2 separate regions of the Gossypium arboreum genome follow, and region 1 is linked to region 2. A link is a contact called in public Hi-C data. All regions are on one chromosome and are shown on one strand. The core of a region is the stretch at or near the end of the contact, and the rest is flanking DNA. Distances in the headings are between cores, read along the strand shown.

What was found. Hi-C and Micro-C count contacts between places; a contact is called where the count stands out from the background.
Region 1: a Hi-C map of leaf shows a contact between it and region 2, with 4 times the contacts expected there. The contact joins the promoter of LOC108461010 here to the promoter of LOC108459927 in region 2. A contact is called at or near these places in 2 of 5 Hi-C or Micro-C datasets (both in leaf).

The regions. Positions count from the first base shown.
Region 1 is chr4:81,072,402-81,078,702 of ASM2569848v2, forward strand. It overlaps LOC108461010, which reads right to left and starts at 2,758. Exons shown (of 14, transcript XM_017760761.2): 1 at 2,211-2,758; 2 at 1,509-1,616; 3 at 1,300-1,400; 4 at 1,116-1,199; 5 at 646-721; 6 at 487-552; 7 at 263-352. The coding sequence starts at 2,597.
Region 2 is chr4:80,878,169-80,884,768 of ASM2569848v2, forward strand. LOC108459927 (protein BIC1-like) reads left to right here and starts at 5,252. Exons shown (of 1, transcript XM_017759324.2): 1 at 5,252-5,931. The coding sequence starts at 5,428. The coding sequence ends at 5,838.

The sequences.
Region 1 (6,301 bases), core at 1,508-4,007, 190 kb after region 2:
GACAGACAGTGTGCAGGGACTACAATGCAAATAAAGAAATAATCGAGTCGATAGTAATAAAATTTTTGTTTAGGTGATGCAATGACAGAACAGGAATAGTTGCATATGGTCAAAGTGTGAATAAAACAAATGTGATCATGAGAGAAAATATTTCAAATTCAAGTCAAAAGAACACTAACTAGAATTCAGAGCAACTTGTAAGAAAAAATTTACATGCTAATTACAAGCTAGACTAAGATTAGCTTTTAATTTATAATCATACCAATGCTCCCTTTGTGGTAGGTAAATCAAGATATGGAGCAAGTTCTTCAGCTGTGACAACACCTCCATTAGAAGTTATGTATTGTCCAATCTGCAAATTTTGGGTGGAAAATGGTAAAAGTTAGTAGGGGTAATAGAACACTTAATAATCAGAATAACTACTATCAGAAAGCTGAAATAATATGTTTCGAGCATTGACCAAAGAAGTTAGTGCTGAAGTATTACCAACTTCCACCTTTCTTCTTCAATTCCTTGATTTGGATCACCATCCCCGAAAACAAAAGAGAAAACCTAAGAAGATGTCACAAATGAACTAATTTTCTCTGAATGTAAAACAACTGAGCAAAATCATACATGATCCATTTGTTTATATTCACATCTTACAGATTCAATAAAGTTCATCCTCTCATCATCATCAGTTCGTAGCCGTCGCCTCCTATAATAATATGGATCCCAGTACCTTAAAAAAAAAATTAAAACAGAGGAGGAGGTTATGTAAGAGTTTGAACTTATGAAAGGAATACAGATTACAGAGACAATATGTTTTAACATTAGATTATAGCATAAAATAAGGTAAATTGATGGCCCAATCTCATTTATCCAATGAAATAAAATTAATGTGAAACTATCAGATGTACCCAAACGTGGATGACAAAACTTTTACCACAATACAAACTGATTTGTCAATTCTAGAGCAATTAAGCAAACAAAGTTACTTTAAAACCTAACCTATCTACTTAATGTTGTCTATAAGCATCCCCTAATTGGCCTGATCAGTGAGAATTCTCAACCGTGATTAACAGCCTATTACAGTCTAAAACTGCTAGAGTTCTTCATAATATAAAAAGTATTACCAAAACAAGTCAGTTGGACTCAAGTAGAAGGTGAACCCTGTGTCATATGATCTGCCTCCTCGTCTTCCACGATTGTCTTCATCGCTGCCATCAGATCACATAGTCAGCATCTTGCTTTCAATAACCACTGGTGTAGAATTATGTAGTTATATAATAATTCCTAAGTGTCAAGGTTAGTAGGTACCTTCTACTTGTAATTAGGGCAATAATTGTTGTATAAACAAGAACAATTGAAGCTATAAGTGCTGTCCCGAAAGAAACTCTAATTAAATATTCAAGTGCAGCCTGCCAAAAAAGTAAAAGACTAAATTATTGGCCATAATGTTTGACATCCAGGATTTTTCTCCTTAGCCTCGACAAAAATGAAAAGAAAAATAAGTTATGAAAGTTCACCTTTGCTTTATCAACCCAAGGTTCAAATTTTATCCTAAATGACTTGGCAGCAAGTTTTGAACGATAATCTTTTGGAAAGACATAAAGGACATCACCTTCATCTGAAACCTGTTAAAACCATCTTGACAAAAAAGTGGAACTCACAAATCAAGAACTTCAAAGATCCCAGAAATAGATATTATAATACTAGAACAAGTCCCAAGAAGCAACATGATAATCCCCATACAAAAATCAGAAAAGGCTTTCCTACAGAGTAAGTCAATAACACAGGCAGGCTCTAGATTACTTCAGCTAGTTATCCAAAAACATACAACTAAAAAAGATAGCTTAGCTTCTAGAAATTAACTTTTGTAGGTCCAACTAAACCATGTATTTTCGTTTGTATGTTCAAACCGCTCTATCGAAACTCCTTTAAGTCCAATAACCAACAGTGAGCAGCATTTTAGTACAGCAGATACATCAACGGAGTTACACTGTTCGAGATCACTTCCAGACCATATCTACATCTATTTTAGCTTCAACCATACACCAAATCTCTTTTTTTTTTTTTTTTTTTTGGGGGGGGGTGAACAAGTAGAGAAAAACCGATATGAAGTTGCGCATTTCACAATCTACTTTGGCATTTCGTTTCAAATAGTAATTCCACTCAACGAGAACCCTAACACAGATCAAATTTATGGAAGTTATAAAAATTCAAAGTACCTCCAAGAAACCGTTAGTATCGGAAGCAAGTGCTTGAAGAGCCTTTTGAGCTTGATTCAAGTTAAGCCCAGCTTTACTCGAAACATCTCCAACAGTAACCCTCCCGCCAAACGAGTCAACGGCCTCCATTGCTCGTTTTCTGACGTCAGAGGGTAACTTATCAGTCTCGACCGTACCTCCAGGCCTAATCGCGTCGCTTCCAACATCAAGACTTGCCTTAATGACGGGAAATGAAACCCTAGGTCTCAAAAAGTTCCCGGATTTTCTCGAGAACGTAGAAGAAGAAGTTAGTGGTTGGATTCCCGGAAAATTGAGAGAAACTTGGGGTTTTGAAGTTAGGAGACGAAACTTAGGTGATAGAGTAAGGCAAGTAGAGATTGAGGCCATCTTACGCAATTCCAAATATTATTAATTTTTGAAAAAAGAAGAAATTACTAGTTTCTTTTAGCTTCGGCAATGGAAGAGAATTTAGTTGTCTAGAGGAAAAGTGGTAAACTTGGCGGAGAAGAAGAGAGAGAAAAAGCGGGAGGATTATGTTTCTGGATTTACCTTTTTGCCCTTCTCGATATTTTTAGATTGACCATTATCTCCTTTAAGTTCGGCTTTTCATTTTAGCATGTTCTTTTGCTCGCTATTTATTTGGAGATTATTTTGAGTGAAATTAAAAAAAATTAATGGTTGTAGTGAGTTTAATTATTTGGGTTAAATATAAAATTAATATTAAAATCTGTTTGTTTAGTTTAAATTAATACTTATGGCTTTTTTGTTTTAGATTAGTATTTAAATTTTTTTGTCCACTAGTTAAGTATTTGAGACTAAGGTTGTTAGTTTTTTTTGAGGTGACAACGTTGCCTACTCATGCGTCGCCACGTAACATGTGTTCTTTAGCCTCTTTTACTTTTTATTTTCTTTCTCATTTTCCTTCTTTTTTTTCTTTTTTTTTCCTACAAACTGTCATACTTTTACACTGTTAGCCACCATCTAGCCTCCTCCAATGAGCTCTCTAACCAACGACGACCATCGTCCGACTTTCTTTCTTTTAACCTAGAGCTGAAGTAGAAGAAACAATTTTAAACGAAAAATACAACCTAAAACCTTGCAACGCTCTCTAATCTAATTTCTGCATGAGGTCGTCTCCATCTCAATGTGAGCTTTCCCATTCATTTTGACTTTTAGAAAATTTATACACTCTGTTAGTTTCAATTCTTCCATAAATGTCTTTATAAATGAATAGTTTGGAAAGCTTTAAGCATAAATTGAAAATCCTTTGTTTGATTTCTCCCGCTTTATTAATTTACCAGTAAAAGTATTGATATTTAGCCCAAAAATTGGAAAAAGGTTCAAATATTTGAAATACGAATTTGTCAATTCATTATAGGAAAAACTTTTAATCCCTTGATAAGGATTTATGCACTCTCGTTTAACCTTGTTTATGTTATCACAATATCCAGAAATTTTGTAAAAGAATTGATGAATAGGAGGTTTTATAAATTCAAACATGTAGACAAAGATAATGTGTTGGATTCATCTTCATCGTCTTGAGCAATCTGGTAACCTCCAGCATCTTAGAAAACTCTTGAGCAATCTCTGAGCATTTTGAGAAATGGCCATAAATCTCATTCAAAACCAGCATCAAATTCACACTAGAAACAACCTTCACACAATGCTCCTGAAATCTATTAGAGCCGTTTTCAAATGCTCGATTTGCACATGTTATTTTAGGGTTTTTTGTGTTTTTACTTTCGTGGTCTCTTTCTATAGAGATTCGCAACTACTACAATTTAGGATTTCATTGCAGTTTTCTATGAAAGACTGTTTGGATCTGGAGGAAATTTTTCTTTTTGTATTTTAAATTATTTAATGGACTTTTAGTGTAAAGTGGTGTCTTTGCATTTAGATCTTGTTGTACTTTACTTGGGTTTGGAACTGGTCAATAAGCCATCTTCGTTGTTGCTGGGAATGAAGTGGTAGGTGTTTGGATAGGAGGAAAGTGAAAGAAAACGATAATGAAGTGGTGGGTAAAAAAAAGAAAAAGAAAAATAAGAAAATAAAAGGAGGGAAAAAAAATTAAAAAAAGGCCAACTAGAATGCCACGTGGTGGCGTGCGATTGGCCAGCGTGCCACATCAGGAAAAAAATTAACACCGTTAGTTTCAGGTACCAAACTATTGGACAAAAAAAAGTTCAAATACCAATCTAGAATAAATAAAAAAACCATAGGTACCAATCTAGGAGAAGTGAACAAGTCTGGACACTAATTTATATTTAAACCTAATTATTATAGTAAAGATATTATAATAATAAAATATATGTTTGGATTTAAAGATAATATTAGGAATAAGATTAAAACAGAAAATCATTATTAAGGATATTTAAATCAAAATGTTTATATATATAAAATAATAATTAGTAAAAAATTAAGGTTAAATGTAAATTTTTAACTCAAATATCAAAATTATATTCATATTAATATAACAAAATATGAAAAATTATTTGACATATTGTTAGTGAAGCTTTTAAACCCCACAAATGAATTTAGGGTTTAATAAATGTATTATAAAGTGAAGTAAAAATAAAATAAAATTATATAAATAATTGTGATATTTGTCTCACCTCCAATCTATTTGTGAAGTCTAAAAATTTCATAATTTATAAGTTATATTTATATTAAAGAAACAATTAACAAAACAAAAAAAATTTAAAATGGAGGTGGAGAATATAATATATTTTATACACCTCAATAAAATTATACTATGATATTTATATATTTTAATAATAGTTAAAATTTTAAACTTTTATTTGCACGCGATGTTATTTACGATAAACTATTCCATTAATCACTCTAAAATAGAATTGTTTTAATTTGATCACTCTAATTTTTCGGTCAATTTAGTCATTATCTCACTAATGGGAAGTGACTAGACTTATCGTGTATTATTTTTCATGTATCTTTCACATAATTAAGGTATTATAAATAAAATATTAATGATTTATTAATGTTATTTAAGCAATTTTAACCCTATAGAAATTTCTTCATGTCATCTATTCATTGTCAATTTTAAGGTTTCTTATTTTTCTTTATCTTGTTTCTACTATATTAGGAGTTTCTTATTTTTCATCCCCATAAATGAACTGATGAAATTAAACTCATCAAAAGTGTCTTCGAACTATCTTCAACAGCTTCTTTGTGTTCAACAAATATCTAAAATTGAAATTTACCTATCAAATTTAAAAAAGAAAAAAAAGGGAATTAAAAAATAAAAATCGTCCTATCTTTATCCCCTAACTTTTATTTTGAAGGACAGAGATAGAATTAACTAAAAAATTAAAATCAATAAATGAGAATCAAATTATAAAAAATAATTTATTTCTGCTTTTGTTTGTATGATAATTCAATCATAAATTAAAAAAAAAGAATTAAGATGTTTAAAATGTAAATGGAGTATCACTAATTTCTGCAAAATTTGCTCATAGTTTTTTAAACTAACCTTATCAAAATTGCAATAGAGGACGCTATTGTAAGTTTAGAACTTACTCTGTCTTTCCATTTAGTTGTAGAATGGGGGAAACTGTTGAGCTTCAAATTAGCTTTGTTTTTCAAATTTTGTTGCATTTGCAGTTCTTATGATACCAATTTGAAGATTAATGGTTTTTAAGAAACTCCTAATTTGGTAGAAATGGGATGAAGAAGAAGAACAAACCCTAAATTTGGCAATGTAGAGATGAAGGTGTAGAAAGTTTTGTGGGTTTAAAACCTTTATGGTGCTTTAATAAATCATTATTATTTTTAATTACAATACCTTAAATATGTGAAAAATATGTGAAAAACTAATACACATGTGGCAAGTCTAACCAGCTTCCTGTTAGTGAGATAACGGTTAAGTGACCATTTTGAGAAATTTTTATAGCAGTAGTGACTAAATTAATAAAAAAAATTTTAAGTGACTAAAATAGAAATGACACCATTTTAGAGTGACTAACGAGGTAGTTTACCCTTTTACTTATTTGTTTGAAAGAAAATCGAATTGCAGGGAGGTTTACAATTCAAAGCAAAAAGTGTAGAAACTAATTATTTATTTATTTTTTTGGTTC
Region 2 (6,600 bases), core at 4,002-6,501:
ATTTCTGAAATAGTAAGGCTACATGGGGTACCTGTCTCGATCATCTCTGATAGGGATCCTCATTTTATGTCTCGGTTCTGTAAGAAGCTTCATGAAGCTCTGGGTTCAAGATTAGACTTCAGTACTGCTTTCCATCCTCAAATAGATGGTCAGTCGGAGAGGGTGATTCAGATACTGGAGGATATGTTAAGGAGCTACGTTATTGGTTTCCGAGGCAGTTGGGAGGAGTACTTGTCATTAGTAGAGTTCGCTTACAATAACAGCTATCAGTCTAGTATACAGATGGCACCTTACGAGGCACTGTATTGTCGTAAGTGTCACATTCCATTATGCTGGACTGAGTTGGGCGAGTGAGGTATTTTGGGTCCAGAATTGGTTTCAGAAACTGAGGATATGGTCCGTTTGATTTGAGATCGACTAAAAGCTACTTTTGATAGGTAAAAGGCCTATGCAGATATGAAGCATCGAGAGATAGAATATTCCGTGGGAGATCTAATTTTCTTTAAAGTCTCGCCATAGAAGAAGATTCTGAGGTTCGGTCGCAAGGACAAGTTGAGTCTTCAGTTTATTGAGTCATACCGAATTCTAAAACAAGTGGGGCCAGTTGCATACCAATTGGAGCTATCTCCAGAATTAGATCGTATACATGATATTTTCTATGTTTCGATGTTGAGGCGCTACCGCTCTGATCCTATGCACATTGTTCCTGTAGAGGAGATTGAGGTTAGGCCAGATCTAACATTTGAGGAGGAGCTGGTTCAGATTTTAAATCATGACGTTAAGGTCCTACGAAGGAATTCTATCCCCTTAGTGAAGGTGTTATGGCAGAATCATAGCACTGAGGAGGCCACGTGGGAGCCTGAGGATGCGATATGGCAGCAATATTTTCACCTATTTTGATCAAGAAAATTTCGAGGCCGAAATTTTCCTTTTGGGGGTAGAGTTGTAACACCCCTAAATCTTATTAATTTGTTTCTATAAGTTTTGACACACAAGTGTGTATTTTCTTTAGTGGTTAAGTGTTCTGGGTGTGTGTGAGAGGTTCAAAGTTCAAGTCCTAGCTTTGGCGAATTTTGCTTTTTTCTGAATTAAGCCTTAACTTCTAGTCAGCAGGCTTATATTAAAATATTTGTAATTTCATATCTGAATGGGCCTGCTATGCTGGTGGTTAAGACATGTGTTGGTGTGTTGGAGGTCTGGAGTTCGAATCCCTACGCGAGCGAGGGAAGATTAATTTTGTTTGAAACTACAATAGAGTTCCAAAGGTAGTAGAATTCTAAGTAGTTACCAAAGATGGGTCTAGTGGAGGAAATTAAGGGATTGAAGGGGTTTACCAAATCGGTTTAGTTTTTATTTTTTTTCAAACTTTAGTTTTCACGAAATTCTCTTTTGGTTCTAACTTTAGTTGCCTTTCTCTCTTTCATCTCTGCCAAAATTTCTTCTTTTATCTTTCTTTTTTTTCGTACCTGGTTTCATCTTTGCTGTTCAAAACGGTTCATTGTTGTCCAATCGAGTATTGTGCAAATTCGGTAAGTAGTTTTGGTGCCTTGAAGTTTTGGTTTTTAAGTTAATAATTGAGATTTTTTGTTAACTGTTTTGACAGCTAGAAATCTGGTGTGAAGCTGTTCTAGTGTCGAATTGTAGTGGGAAGCGTTCGTGGTTCTCAAGGTAAGGGTTTTGTACTCGAAAAGTGTCTAATCTGTTTTGGGGTTTTGGTTCAATTTGATCGTTTAAGAGATTAACTGAGTAAAACATGTTCAATTATAGGCTTGGGTTTGCTCGGAAGTGATTACGCATCAAAAACGAACCAGGTGTTGACCCGAAAATACAGAAAATGAGAAATGGTGAAAGCTGAAAAACTATTCTGTCGACACCACATGGGCGTGTTGTCGCCCGTGTGGTAGGCCACGTGGTCGCCCGTGTGGTAGGCCGTGTAGCAGTACACGGCCGTGCGAGAGGGACACAACCATGTGGTGGCCAGGTGAAGCCGTATGGGCCACACGGGTGAACCACACGAGCGTATGGGATTCTGGGCCAAGGCCAATTTAGGCCGTGTGGGCCACACAGGCTAGCCACATGGGCTTTGAGCCCATTTTTTTGAAATAATCTGTAAAGTTGCACTGGTCGTCCAACTCGACTGTGACCTACCGTAGGGTCGGTAAGCATTACTTAGACTCCTAATTTTGTGATATGATTATGTGATGTATGTATTAAGCATGTTACTCTTAGCATGCGTATATGACCAATTGTATGATCTGTTAAGTTACATTATAGCATGTCATATTTGTATGATGCATTGCATCGGGGTGGGGTTAGTGTTATAATGGAAGAAGTGTTTTAAAAGGCTCTTAAGCCTGATATCTGGCAGCACAGTTGCAATTATCTGATTATGTGTTGCATTTCGATACAGCACGGTGTGTTAGGATGGATGGGTCGATTTTATCCCCACATGGTGTGTTGGGTTGAACAGAGTTGGTGTGTAGGGCTGGTGGGCATGATTCTATTATTTTGTTCTGTTATGCATGTGATATCTGATATGGGCTAAGGCCCAGTTCGCATCTGATTCTGTATCTAAGTGGACTAAGGTTCACACCAATTCTGTAAAGGGCTCAGACCCGGATTATCTGTTATTTGGATATATGACTGACTTATGCTACTGTGTATATCTTCTATGGGGATTACACACTGAGTTTGTGAAAACTCACCCTTTTCTGTTTAATCTGTGGAGGTAATCCCCAGACTTGATTGATCGGTGCAGCGAATGGCTCAACGGTGACCACACTATCGAACTACTTATTTACAGTTTTTGCGGTTACATTGCTTATTTCTTGTTGGTATTTTATGTATGATGGACTTTGAGACTATTTGGTTTTTAATTTGGGATTTTGAACTGTTGATTATGGATTTATAAACTGCAACGCAACAAAGTATGATTTTCCTAAAATAAACTAAGATTTTTCTTAAATGAAACAGTTTTAAAAAATTATTTGGGTTTCAAAGGCTTCCACGTAAAAAAAATATTTTAAATAAAATCAATTAGAACACGGTTTCTCCAAACTAGGTAAAAGTCAATAATTGGAATGATTTGAAGGTCAATGCGTTTTCAAAAACACTCTCATGTGACATCGCCAGATTCGGCTATAACTTCCAGGCCGGGTTTAGGGTGTTACATTTCAAGCATTCTAAGACGTATATATGAAAAAAAATAAGAAGATATGAGTGAGCCATCATAGAATACTTAAGAAAATAACTCGAAAAACACTATTGAAGCAAATTTTCATCAAGATTGAAGATTTCCAATTTATTTCTTAATAAGTTATAATGAGTTTTTTTTTTATTTTTTTTGGTTATATTGTATCTTGGATGTTTTTATTTTGAAATATGAACTAATTTTCTAAATATTTAAGGAGATGAGCCCTGTGATGGATTACGTCATTTGATTTTTATTTTACGTAATAAATACTTAATTTCTTATTCTCAATTATGTGTGTTTAATTTTTTATTTGATATTTCTAAAGTATTAATCTATGTTTGATGTGCTTAAATCGGAGGTTGAATAGGCCTTGTTTAAGAGTAGATCTTGCGTAATTGAGTGGAGTTACATGCAATCCTATAAATAGGATGACATAAATCTACCGAATTATAGTCAAGTATAATAGGAGAATCTATAACACTAGTTAGTGTGATAATAGGATTTTTAAGTAGAAAGAAATTTCAATTAATCAACCTAGGGTCAGTTGCTCTTATACTCAAAAGAGATATTAGTATAATTTAGGGATTTTTATGGATCAATATACAAAGTAAAGAAATTGCGTAAATAGATTGATAGTGACAGATGAAATCTAGGTGGATTCTTTTCTGGGTATTGTTTTGCTTCTTGGTTATTAATCAATTATTTTCTTGATTTATTTTTTGTTGTATTCGTTAGTTAATTAATTTAGTTAATTGTAATTTTAATCAATTACTCGAATTATTCAGTTAAATAATAGAAAGATAATTATTACTAGTACTTTTAATTTTTGTGATAATGATATTTTTATTCACCGTAATTATACTATTAATTGATAAATACACTTGTTTTAATAAAATTTTAGTTAATATTGCGACACACCAACAAAAGAACACAAACAAAAGGAGAGGGAGAGAGTAGTTATTAGTGTACATCAAGAAAAATATATATATATCTCTAAAAAATTGTTTATATCTCTTGTTAAAAGAATATTTTTTTGTGAATTTATTTTACTTTGTTTCCTCGAATCAAAACCAACTACCCGATTGGCTAGTTTGTTATTAAAAATTCATGGTTTTCTTTTATTTATTTATTCCTATGTCTACCCAAAAATAAATAAAAATAGAACTCAACATGAGCCTCACAATCCTTCCAAAAAAATCCATCGAGGGAATCATATGCCGAGATTTCACTCTCCTCTTTTTCCTTTTACTTTTTCCACACTAAAATTTGATTTTTAAAATTATTAAATAATAGAATTTGATTTTTAAAGTTATCTTTAAAATGAAAATCTTATCTTAAGTATAAAAATTAATATTTAAATTCTAAACTTATAAAAATTTTAAAATAAAATAAGTCAAATTATACTATTAGATCGTTTATTTTGTGTAAGTTGTGAATTTAGTACCTATTCTTTAATTTGATCAATTTTAATCCTTCTACTTCTTGAATTTTAAAATTTTAGTCCTAACTAATTTGTGGCAGTTAAATTTGTTTAGTTAACTTATGCTACTAGTCCTATATTCTGCTTGAAGTTATAGATTTAGTTTATGTCCTTCAACTGGATATTTTTAATAGTTATATTTTTTTAATTTCGATATTTCAGTCTAAATGCAAACGACGATTGCTAAATCTATTAACTAATTCTTTTTATGAATAATATATGAAAATAATAAACTGTCATAATATTAGAAATATCACAATATATTTGATGTATCAAATTATGAAAATAATAGAACTAAAATTTTCAAATTTTTAAAATTACAAGAATTAAAAATAACAAAGTTAATGTACACTACTTATACAAAGTTTAAGCCCTAATAACAAAATTTGACCAATAAAACAAGTGTGAGTAACCAAGATTCTAAATACTCTAGAGGGAGTTATGGAAGATGAAGGAACATGGAAGTAAACCACACAAAATGCAGTACTACTTAAATTTAACCTACGTTCGGAAGAAGACACGTAAGATTCTTAGTTGCCATACAAAAACAAGACAACACATGTAAAGTCTTTGACAGAGTGATGACGTGTAAACCAACTCCCCACCCATTCTCTCTTTGGTTTTATTCCCACACATCAACTAAACCCCGCTCCCTTCTCTCTAAAATCTAATCTTTCTATCTTCTCTTTCAACCCTCACCCATCCACCTAAACCCTTTCCCTCCCATTCCGTGAACGTACTACATCCTCAAGACATGAAAAACACGACACCCCAGCAGCCGCCGGAACAACCCAACAAAACTCAGCAGCCAGACCACGATGGAACAAACTCTGAGATGGAAACATGTCATGTGAAGTGTCGTGTGTCTTCACCGGCTCCGGAAGTAGGAGCGGATCATGAGGTTAAAGAAGAAGAAGCAATGAGGGCGGATGAATCTGAAGAAGACAATGGACGGGAGAAACTGAAGAGGCATAGGATTGAAGTGGCGGGCAATGTTTGGATTCCAGACATATGGGGTCAAGAACAGCTTTTGAAGGATTGGATTGATTGTTCTGCATTTAATGATTCTTTGGTGCCTCATGGGATCATGTCAGCTCGTGCTGCTTTGGTTGAGGATGGAAGAAGAACCAATTCTGGCGGATTTAGAATAGAAAACAGGTGTTAAATTTATTATTATTATTATTATTATTATTATTTCCTTCGTGTGTTTTAGTTAACCAAAATTGAGATAAAAAAAAAAGAGGATACATTTTAATAATGGATGGTTTGATTTCATTTTCTGCTTTACGTATGAGATTTGCCAGAGTTATTATGTTGCTACTTTTATATTTTTTATTTTTTATGATAAATGAAATTTGATTTAGTTATGTTATGACATTCAAACAGGAAAAAGAATAATAAAATATGGAATCTAAAGGATATCACTTCACCGACTAATTAAAGATATGATTTCGATTTTATAATCTAATCTTTACCAGCTCATTCAGGACAGAAGACGCAGTATGTGAGGTTAGTCAAAATCATGGTTATCACCAAGAGCACATTGTGGGGGAGAAACTTAGCCCAACCCTCCAACACGGCTGACCTGGTTCAGTGGTGCAAATCATTGGGGGCTTTTCTGAAGATGACAAATTAAGAACTATACTACTTTTTTCTATAAAGCAGTTGTTCGTGCTTTTCTTTTCTTTTCTTTTTCTGCATTGGCCAATTTGTTACTAAAATTCATGTCCCATATCGGCCAAAGCAGTCAGTGTCTACCTTGAATCAGCTCGCTGGTGTAATAGACAAGGTGATGCTGTAAATAAAAGGAAAAAGATAAGGTGAAATAGGAAAATCCTTTTTTACTACCAATGCTTCGCTTGAAGGTTGGAATCTAAGAGGGTTTTATGGATGAATAACCTTAGCAAAAGGCCAAGGGAGTTCGAAA